Linked DNA regions of Mus musculus: region 1 is linked to region 2. A link is a contact called in public HiChIP or PLAC-seq data. All regions are on one chromosome and are shown on one strand. Each heading gives the region's core, a stretch centred on a gene start, on an enhancer-like site or on the middle of the called end of the contact. The rest is flanking DNA. Distances are from core to core; before and after follow the strand shown.

Evidence for each region. HiChIP or PLAC-seq counts read pairs in DNA pulled down with a chosen protein or histone mark.
Region 1: a contact with region 2 is called in an H3K4me3 HiChIP or PLAC-seq map of bone marrow-derived macrophages, with 2.8 times the contacts expected there. The contact joins two enhancer-like sites. A contact is called at or near these places in 2 of 39 promoter capture datasets (cranial neural crest and embryonic stem cells), 9 of 484 Hi-C or Micro-C datasets (the AML12 cell line, ECoMG myeloid progenitors, the HL-1 cell line and 5 more), 5 of 115 datasets of contacts at active chromatin or transcription factors (bone marrow-derived macrophages, microglia, pancreatic cancer cells and 2 more) and 4 of 9 other capture datasets (adipose tissue, embryonic stem cells, liver and 1 more).

Annotation. Positions count from the first base shown.
Region 1 is chr11:120,060,520-120,065,961 of GRCm38.p6, reverse strand. It overlaps Cep131 (centrosomal protein 131), which reads left to right. Exons shown (of 26, transcript NM_009734.3): 22 at 1-51; 23 at 147-324; 24 at 411-574; 25 at 1,117-1,177; 26 at 1,253-1,532. The coding sequence ends at 1,327. Among named protein-coding and RNA genes, the nearest start is that of Aatk, 16 kb to the right of the region's middle. Within about 2 kb of position 1,776, at least 72 of the 459 cell types and tissues checked have an H3K27ac peak or open chromatin away from gene starts, as enhancers often do. A contact at or near this core is called in bone marrow-derived macrophages, where this site is marked.
Region 2 is chr11:119,926,768-119,932,166 of GRCm38.p6, reverse strand. No RefSeq gene overlaps it. Among named protein-coding and RNA genes, the nearest start is that of Baiap2, 14 kb to the left of the region's middle. Within about 2 kb of position 3,611, at least 140 of the 459 cell types and tissues checked have an H3K27ac peak or open chromatin away from gene starts, as enhancers often do. A contact at or near this core is called in bone marrow-derived macrophages, where this site is marked.

The sequences.
Region 1 (5,442 bases), core at 527-3,026, 140 kb before region 2:
GGCCGATATGACACTGGCCAAGGAGGAGAGCGAGAGAGCAGCCGAGAGCCGGTGAGCAGCCTCCTGCCTTTAGCTCCACAGTCAGGGGAGAGCCCAGGGCAGAGGCAGAGACAGAGTGAACGCTGTCCCGTGCCTCTGCCTGCCAGTGTGAAGCGTGTGCGTGATAAGTATGAAACAGAGCTCTCGGAGCTGGAGCAGTCGGAGCGGAAGCTTCAGGAGCGGTGCTCGGAGCTGAAAGGCCGCCTGGGGGAGGCCGAAGGGGAGAAGGAGCGGCTGCAGTCCCTAGTAAGGCAGAAGGAGAAGGAACTAGAAGACCTGCGGGCGGTGAGTAGCCCAGGGCTCTTTCTGTAGGGGAGATGGGGGTGGGGCCTCACCCTGCCTTCCTGCTCACAGCGCCCCCTGCTTGTCAGGTGAACACACAGATGTGCAGTGAGCGGGCCAGCCTGGCCCAGGTGGTACGGCAGGAGTTTGCAGAGCAGCTGGCAGCCTCCCAGGAGGAGACCCAGAGGGTGAAAGTGGAGCTCGCAGAGCTGCAGGCCCGCCAGCAGGTGGAGCTAGACGAGGTGCACCGGAGGTGGGTGCTCAGCACTGCAGGTAGGGGCACAGGAGGCCAGTCCTGCCTCCTCCTGTCTCTTCCAAATAAGCAGTGTAGCCCACGGGCAGGAGCTCACATGGTTTCCGTCTGTGTGCCAGGAAGGCTAGGCGTTTCCCCTGGGCGTCACTTAGCTCTGGGGCTGGGAAAGACCCACATGTGCTTCTCCGAGGAGGTGGGCAGGGTTCTGGCCGGAACAGGTGATGTTCAGCAGAGAGCCAGCGGCAGAGAGGGTGACAGTAGCCACCCAGAGTCTCCTTAGTCCTTCCAAGGGACTACCCAGGGCTGTGGCTGCCTGCCTGGCTGCCTCTGTGCCTAACATGAGAATGAGACTTCCACCCTGCCACAACCCCGTCTCTTCCAAAAACCACCTTAGGGTCTGGTTGTCATGGAGGCAGTGGCCCAGGGCAGGCTGCTCCGGTCAAGGTGGAGCAGGGCTGAGGCTGGGTGGTAAGAGGCCACCCTTCAGGCTGACCTGGGACTGAAGGTGGGGCTGTGCAGAAGCCGAATGCCCATCACTGCAGGGTGAAGACGGCTCTAGCGAGGAAGGAGGCAGCCGTGAACAGTCTCCGCAAACAGCATGAGGTGGGTCCCTCGGGCGGTCTGTGATTGTCTTGCCTAGGGTCAGGGTGTCCAGGGCCTGACTGAAATGTGTTGCAGGCTGCTGTGAAGCGGGCGGACCACCTAGAGGAACTGCTGGAGCAACACAAAGGGTCATCTCTGAGTTCTAAGTGACATCGCCCTTGGGATGACGAGCCAAGCCTGAGGCTGACACTCAGTCCTGCGGCTGGTGTCCAGGTCACGCTCCAAGACACAGGGCTAAGGGTAGGACAGCAGCTGGTGTGTGAGAGGCACCATGGAGCCCAGTGCCCGGGACGTTACTGTCAGCATGCCTGCAGCTGTTCTATAGTAAAATGGTTAGGTGGCTTTTTTTAACTGCTTCATGTCACCTGCTTGTCTTTCTCTACTGTGTTGGGCGTGGTGAGCCGGAAGATCGAGACCACTGGGCCCCTCAGCATGGTCAGGAGTGGTGGTCCTTACTGCAGGACTAGCTCCGACTCTGCCTCTCCCCCCCACCCCCCAACTTGTCCAGGCTGACAGGGCAGTGGCTTACAGCCAGCCCCTCTGCTCTCAGCTCCAATCCCCAGCAGGTATTGGCCATTTGTTCCTACCCTGGCCTCTCAGTACAGCAGACTCACTTCATAAGAGGAACTGTGTCTCTAGCTCAGCCCAGTAACCTCGGTGGTGGTTGCTGCTTCTCCTCCTCCTCTTCCTCTTCCTCCTCCTCCTCTTCCTCTTCTTCCTCCTCCTTCTTTTTCTAATATTAATTTAGAACGTTTACGTGTGTGTGTGTGTGTGTGTGTGAGAGAGAGAGAGAGAGAGAGAGAGAGAGAGAGAGAGAGAGAGAGAGAGGGAGGTTTGTCTCCGTGTGCTACCTGTGTGCCTGGTACCTGCAGAAGCCTGAAGAAATCATCGGATCCCCTTGAACTGGACTTACAGACAATTGTGAGGCACCATGAGGGTACAGAGACTTGAACCCAAGAACCTGTCTACACTGCCCAGCCTGTGCGGCCTGTCTACACAGATGGGAAGTGAAGGCTGCTACCCATACATGGGAGGCAGAGGCCTAGAGTACTTGGTACAGACAAGATCTTCTGAGCAGGCCTCACTGTCCCATCATCTTCCCGACAGGCCAAGTCCAGAGCCAGTGCCCTGGAAGACCCTGTGTGGTGTAGCTTCAGCTGACTGCCAGGCCACCCTGCTGCTTCTTAGAAGCTGCTGCCTGTGACGGCCTGACTGGTCCTTAGCCCCTCTGTAGCCACTTGTCTGAGTCCCTGGCCTGCTCTGTGCCTGGGCTCCTCGGAGAAGTCTGGCCACATATTTGCATATGACGTGTTATTTCTCCTGTCTCCTCATAACTCAGTATATGAGCTCCAGCATTCACCTTACAGTTGAGGCCAGAAGAGAGGGTGCAGGACCAGGGCTGAGACCATACTCTCAGCCTGAAGGCATATATGAATTCAGAGCACACGTCATGCTTAGGGCCTGGGCACAAGGGGAGGCTGAGGCCAGCCTTAGGGTTTGGATCACAGGTTTCAGCCTGGCTCTGACCTGAAGCCTGTTGGGTTGGCAAGATGACTTAACAGTTAAAACACTCACCACAGGAGCCTGTCAGCCTGAGTCCCCAGAACCCACCTGTCATAGTCAGGGTCACTGTTGCTGTGGTGAAACACCATGACCAAAACAAAAACAACATGGGGGAGGAAAGGGTTTATTCAGTGTACCCTGCCATATCATTGATCATCATTAAAGAAAGTCACAACAGGATGTCAGGCAGGGCAGGAACCCGGAGCCTGGAACTGAAGCAGAGGCCATGGCGGGTGCTGCTGACTGGCTCGCTCCCATGGCTTCCTCAGAACCCAGGACCACCAGCCCAGGGGTGGCACCACCCACAGTGTGCTGGGTCCTCCCCATCAATCACTAGTTACGAAAATGTCCTATAGGCTTGCCCGCAGCCCAGTGGAGGTATTTTTTCAATTGTCTCTTTGATGACTGGAACTTGTGTCAAGTTGACATAAACTGGCCAGTACACCAAGTGAAAAGTAGAAGATAGCCAACTCCACAGAGTTGTCCTCCAGAGTTGCCCTCTGACCTCCACATGTTCACTGTTGCACAGGCGCACACAGCATGCACATAACAGTTTTTGTTTGTTGGAGGACATTTTGGGGAGAGGGGCATTAAACAACTATGGGCTGGGCCTGACGCCTGTAATTAGTGTTCAGAATCTGGAAACTGGGGACCTCACCCCCAAGAGTAAGTTGGCTAGCTAGGCCAGCCATATTGAGGAACTATATTGATTTCAGTGTAGAAACCCTGAATCAAAGGGCAGTGTGGGGAGTGACCACGGAAGACTCCCGTCAGTGTCATGCATCCACGTCTGAGCACGTGGGTGTGGCCACACCTCCACACACGTGTATGTCCACATATGCCTGAACATAGACATACAAGGGTTCGTATCGCAGACACAAGCAAGAAAGAAAAATCAAGGAGTGTGCTAGAGTTCTGGAATTAGCGTGTTACCTGTGTCCGTGTGTCCGCAAGGTCTGCCTTCTTCATTGCCTCTTGAGTCACTTTGTAGTCCTACTGATTTCTTTCCAACTTGTTCTAGAAGTTCTGAGGACACAACGCTCACATCTCCTACCATGTTTACCTCTTTCTTGTTCCAATATGCTTGCTTTTGCTTTGTGCATGTCGAGGCCGTGTTAGTACGTTCATACACACTTAGAGTAACTGAGTTGCTGTATATGACCTCTCGCCAGGAGCCATAGCTCTTTCTCCCTTGAGGTCCCCTCACCTGACAGTCTACCCATAGCAGCTTTTCTTTTTTGGTGTCTGAGTCTTTCCCCTTCTACCTAACCTTTCCATGGCCTGTAGTTAAGCCGCCTGCAGGTGTGGTCCCAGGTAATATGCAACCCTAGTTTGGCTGTAGCTTGTGACTCGATCCAGTGAGTCCACCTGTTTTTTTCTTTATTTTCCATCTGTCTTTCTATGTAGCCCAAGCTGAATTTTATTTTAAAGATTTATTTTTATTTCACGTGTATGAGTGTGGTATACCACGTGAGAACATAGTGCCAACAGAGGCCAAAAGAAGATATCGGATCTCCTGGAACTGGGGTGAGTTACAGACGTTGTGAGCCACCACGTGGGTGCTGGGAACCAAACTCAGGTCTGCAAGAGCATCAAATGCTCTTAACCACGAAGCCAGGCTTGTAGTCCAGGCTGGCTCCAGCCCTGTCCTGAGTTCTTGCCCCTCCTGCCTGGGCCTCCCAAGTGCTGAGGTTTCAGATGCACGCCACCATGACATGTCCTAGCAGGTTCAGCAGGGCTGTTAGCCTCAGTCTGACATGGGTGTGAAGGTGGGCTTCAGTGTGAGCACTGGCTGGACTTTCTCTTAGTCGAGGTTACCCCTGGAAGGGCTGCAGCCACATACCTAACACCTGAGAGACCGTTGGTCATCCTCCACAGCCGCTTACCCATTGACCAGCCATCACCTGGAAAGTGTGTGGCAGGAAAATGCACTGTCTTCGCACCTGCCTCACAGCCTGCCTTTTCTGGAATCGGAAACTCCATGTCTGAGCTGCTTAATCTAACCTGTGGTGGATGGTCAGTGTGCTGAGAGACAGGAAATGCAGGGAAACAGACCCAGTGAGATTCGAGAAAGGTGAAGGATGGTCAACAGAAGTCTCCATGCAACCTAGAGGAGCTGAGGTGCAGCCCTGCAGAGGCCCCGAGACAAGGTGAACCTAGCAGAGCCCTAGAGGAAGCCACTCACCCCTGCTTGTTCACCTGACACTTCTGGACAAGCAGAGCAGGCAGGTTCTTGTCATGGAGCTATCAGCATGCAGATGGGGTTTTCACTGTGAGGCAGAGTTCACTGAGGGGGTGACTGTGGGTGGGACAGAGGCCCAAGAACTGGATAGCAGGGTTCTTGCCAGGCCTAGGAATCTAAAAGAGAGCTGACAGCCGACTCCCCGGCTGCAGGTTTTACGCTTCATACACCACTTGGCTGCATCTGAGCCCACACGCACCTGTGTGTGCCAACCGTGCAGGCCACCGTGACTACCAGACAGGCTCAGGAAAGACCAGGGAAGGAAACTTCAAGCGTTGAAGATCAGGCTGAGGGAATTCAGTGCCAGTGTCCCCAGCCAGAGATGGGATTCCCCTCGGTGCCCACAGGGACAAGGGAACAAAGGGATGGAGAAAGGACAGGTGGACACACCCAGTTGAAAGTTCATCTTTCCCCCTCTACTCAAGTCTGCACTCCCAGCACAAACACACATAAGACAGCA
Region 2 (5,399 bases), core at 2,362-4,861:
AACCACAGGGATCCGGTCGCCTTTGCCCACCCTCCCCACCCCACAGCGCTCGGATTAAAGGTGTGTGTCACCATGTTCAGCCTAGTCCCCACTCTTGTCAAATGCCTCTCAAACCTTAGGCTTGTCATTAAACCCAGTGTGACAAAACTTGGCAAGTGCCAGCTGCAGATGGTCAGCCCTGCTCTCTGCTGTCCGCCCCTCTGGAATCCTAACCCTGCCGGCCATCGCTGTTGCTTCCGCTGCTCTCTGCTGCTTTTGTAGAGACGATGCTTACACCTTTGTGTGCTTTGATCGTTCTCAGAGCATTGATTTTCCTTAAGTGACTCCATCTGATGTGGAAGTGAAGTCAGTTTCCTGTGCTTAACTTTTTTCTTGTTCTTGTTCTTTTTTTTTTTTTTTTAAAGCCAGGGTGTCTTGGTTACTTTTCTATCCCTTTGATAAAATGCCATTACCCCGAGGCAGCATTAAGGAAAGAAAAGCTTTTGTGCCAGTTGTAGCGGCACACATCTTTAATCCCAGCACTTGGGAAGCAGAGGCAAGTCCGTCCTTCTGAGTCTATATAGTGTAGAGTTAACAGAACAGTCAGGGCTTCATAGTGAGACCCTGTCTAAATCACCATCTATTTCATATAATTTAATTATATATTACATATAATTTATTATATAATGGGTGGTTATTATTGAACTTATGGTTTTAGAAGGCCATGACAATGCAATGAAATGAAGACCTCGTGGCAGGAACATCTGAGAGAATTCACGTCTTGTACCACAAGTAGAAGGTAGAGAGAACACACTGGGAACTTCAAAGCCCACTCCCAGTGACACACCCCCTCAAACAAGGCCACACCTCCCAATCCTTCCCAAACAGTTCCACCAACTGGGATCCAAGAATTCAAACATTTGACCCCATGAGGGCCAGTCTCATTCAGACCACCACATTCTACCCCCTGGCCTCCCTCCAGGCATGGGGCCATATCACTGCATTTAGTCTCACTTAGAAAGTCCCCACACTCTCCCAGTTTCAACACTGTTTAAAGGTCCAAAGACTTCTGAGACTCAAGCCAATCCCTTAACAGTAACTGTGAACTCAAAAGGCAAATCCCATTCTTCCAACACATAATGGCACAGACTACTACACATTACTGTTCCAAAAGGGAGGGAAAGGGACTCTGGTGAAATACCCAGAGCAAGACTGAAACTCAGCAGGGTAACAACACCATGTCTGGTGTCGGAAGACTTGGGCGGCCCCACCAGTCCAGCTTTGCTGACTTCCAGATACATCTTTTTTTGTTTGTTTTCGAGACAGGGTTTCCTGGAACTCACTTTGTAGACTAGACTGGCCTCAAACTCAGAAATCTGCCTGCCTCTGCCTCCCGAGTGCTGGGATTAAAGGTGCGCACCACCATGCCTGGCCAGATACATCTTTTAAGCTGATTCCACTTCCTGCCAGCAGTTCCCAGCAGGCACCTCTACTCTCACACCCCTACCACCTGGGATCTCTGACAGCCCAGGCTTTACTTCTGCTTCGTGCAATGGCCTCTCAGGGCCTTCCTGTGGGAACTGCCCTGCCACATGTTGCCCGGCCTCAGTAGCTCTCCTTAGAGAATTCCACAACCCCTTCACATATACATCCTTCATGATGCCAGGACTACAGGGACAACACTGCTAGTGGGCTGCCTGCTTGGGACGGGCCCTAGGAATCACACAGAGCAGCTTTTGTCTCTTCCTAAGTCCCTTTGCTTTCACAAGCTGGAATTCAGCTGGGTGGGGGCCTGCCCGGGGTTCTGCCTCCTCCTTAACCTCGTGCTTGCTGTCAGTCCAAGCCTTGCCTCCACCATTACATTTCCTGCTGCTCCTTTCCTCCTTAGACTGCATCTCAAGTTGATTTTTGCCCCCCCCCCTTGCTCATTTTCATTGATGACCAGCGTATGTTGATTACTAACAACCATGGGACAGAGCTGGCATGAGGCTGTTTTGAAATCTCCTCACCAAAGAAATTAGTCCATCACTTTAAATCTAGCCTCTGGAAAATTCTTAAGACAAGGACAGAAAGCGGCCACATTCTTTGCCAAAACAGCACAAAACTGGCTTCTAGCCCAGTTGCTGTTAAAATCTTTGCTTCCAGCTGGGTGTAGTGAGTGGCACACACATTCTGGAGGCAGAGACAGGTGGGTTTCTGTGAGTTAGAAGCCAGCCAGATCTACATGGCAAGTCCCAAGACAGCCAAGGTTACACAGAGAGATCCTGTCTCAAACAAAACAAAACAATCCTTCCCCTCTAAGCCCTTGAGCTAAACCACAACCCGACTCAGCACCATCTTTCAGGATCTTACCAGTTCAGCCTGTTAAGCACTGCTTTCAAGTTCAACTTCTCTTCTAGTCCAAAGTCTTCTTCAAACGGAAAAAAAAAGTAAGTTTTTCCACAGGCACACACACACACACACACTCACATGCTGTGTGCACATGCGTGGTTTTCACAGATTAACTTTTTTTTTTTAAGTTATTGGGGTTGGAGAGAGGACTCACAAGCACTTGCTGTGATCCAGATGTCGGAGTTCAGTTCCCAGCACCCACATCAGGAGCACAACCTCCTGTGACGGTAGATCTACAGGGTCCTATGTCCTCTTCAGGCCATGACAGTCTCCCCTCTCACACACATGTGGCGTACACTCACACCAGTAAAGTTAAATCTTTGAAAAACTATTAACCTGGATTGGGGTCTACTAATTCATAGATCTCAGTGCTCCCCAGCCCCCAATCTGTCTCTCTGCTCCCTTGTATTTCAAGTCTTCGAATACTCCATTTTAATTAATGTATTGGTTTTCTGGCTGCATCCCTCTTTGTCAATTATAGGCCGTTACTTTGTTGCTAGAAACCAACCCCAGGATTTCTCACAAGTATTCTTCTTTAAAAAAAAAAAAAAAAAAGGTTTATTATTATATGGAAGTACACTGTAGCTGTCTTCAGACACACCGGAAGAGGGCATCAGATCTCATTATGGATGTTTGTGAGCCACCATGTGGTTGCTGGGACCTTCAGAAGAGTACAGCCCACAAGTATTCTTCCATTAGACTCTCCATCCTTTCTTTTGAAGCAAGGTCTCACTAGATTGCTCAGACTGGCCTCGAATTCAATATAACCAAGCAGATCTGAAATGTGAGATCCCCGGGCGCGGTGGCGCACGCCTCGGGAGGCAGAGGCAGGTGGATTTCTGAGTTCGAGGCCAGCCTGGTCTACAGAGTGAGTTGCAGGACAGCCAGGGCTACACAGAGAAACCCTGTCTCGAAAAACAAAACAAAACAAAACAAAAAGTGAGATCCTCCTGCCTCAGCATCTGCAGGGGCTTTGGTATTTTAATTGTCGTACTGAAGATTGCAACCTACACACAGGAACTGTAGAGTCGTGGAGGTCGCACCTTGAGACTCTCACCGCAGCTTACCGCAGCTTTCTTTCTCATACACATTTATATGTCAGTGTTTAAACAGAAGAGGATTTCCCCTCTATCTCCCCACCACATTAACCATCGCTGTTTTCATTCTGCTTCTCTAAGACGGTCTGGCTACAGTGTCTCCTCTCCCAGCTACCTCTTCTGTAGTTTCCTGAACTTGCAGATCTGCACTGCCTGTTCCCCGCATGTTTCGGGCGGGGTTGCACGGTGGCTCCTCCCTTTCCTTCGCCTGGCTTGGAGGTCTTTTTCTGGTCTCTGCGCTCTGGAGTGGAAGCGGCTTCTCTTTCGGTTTTGCTGAGTCTTCTTTCTGATGAAAACCCTGAGGTTGCCCAGCCTCTCTCACGCGCACGCGGGCATCTTTCCTGTGCATGGCTGCCGTGTGGTGGTTTGCTTCAGTTCCTGTCACAGTGACTGTGATGACTCACAGTTTTCCTTGAATTTTTACAATTTGTAAATTGTATTTGTTGGATTTTTTAAATTTGTAAACTGATGCCTTTCGCTAATTTTGAGTCTTTTTCTTCATATTTTGTTTTTCTGCTACAGTATTTTTTTTTCTTTAACAGCATCTTTATGCAGGAACTTTGTGTGTGTGTTGTGTGTGTTGTGTGTGTGTGTGTGTTGTGTGTGTGTGTATGTGTGTGTTGTGTGTGTGTGTGTGTTGTGTGTGTGTGTATGTGTGTGTGTGTTGTGTGTGTGTGTGTGTGTGTGTGTGTGTGTGCGCGCTGGAATCTGAACTCAGGTTGTCTGGAAGAGCAGCAGCTGCTCCTGTCTCCTGGGCCATCTCTGCAGCCTGGACTGTCTTTTCCTTTGGAATCACATGCATGCTCTCTGTCCTTAGTATGACAAGTTACTTAAAGAGTTGTAAATGAGGCAGGGCGTGGTGGTGCACCCCTTTAATCCCAGCACTTCGGAGGCAGAGGCAGGCGGATTTCTGAGTTCTAGGCCAGCCTGGTCTACAGAGTGAGTTCCAGGACAGCCAGAGCTACTCAGAGAAACAAAACAAAAACAAAAACAAAAAAAGAGTTGTAAATGGGACAGTTTGAGTGGCACACTTGGTCTGTTACAATCCTATTAGCTGCCTGGGAATGTTGGGTTTTTCTGTCTTTTGTTTGTTTGTTTGTTTTTGGTTTTTTTTTTTTTTTTCGAGACAGGGTTTCTCTGTGTAGCCCTGGCTGTCCTGGAACTCACTCTGTAGACCAGGCTAGCCTCAAACTCAGAAATCTGCCTGCCTCTGCCTCCCAAGTGCTGGGATTAAAGGTGTGCACCACCACCTCCCAGCGGTCTTTTCTGTTTTTACAGACCCTCTCACTAGCTAGTTCAGATCTCAGGTTTTGCTGCCTTCCATGGCTCGTGGGTCCCTAACTAGCTTGACTCTCAGGGTCTATCCACACTTGTGTGACTTAGGGGAGGCCTAGGACTTGTAGGGTCCTCTCCAGGCTCATTCTTTCCTGGGACACATACAGCCCCCTTTACAGCTCATCCCTCCCACACACACACACACCCGCCTCAGGGTAAACGGTCCTTTTTTGCTGTGCAGTTTTGAACCCAAGTTCTACCTGGGGTCAGAGCTGTGGGAGGAGATGAGACCAGAGAGCTCCTGTAAGGCATACATTCCATACTGGACACATTCAGACAGGAGAAAAATAGCCCAGAGAGGATGCATTCCACCTCAGATTTGAAGCCAGCCCATCTGTCTTTCTTGATTTATTTTGTATGTGCATGCCTGTGCTCATCCTGTTAGAAGCCAGAAGAGGGTGTCTGATCCCTTGGAACTGGAGCAGCGGGCACTGTGGGCCACCTGGCTCTTTATCTGTGATCTGAACTCTGGTCCTCAGTCGAGCGGCAAGCTCTCTTAGTCTCTCCATCCCAGAACTGACACTTCTCTGTGGAGTGTCCAGATCTTATGCATGATGCACTGTGGTCTGTGTCGGCCTGTGTCGAAACTGGAATGAA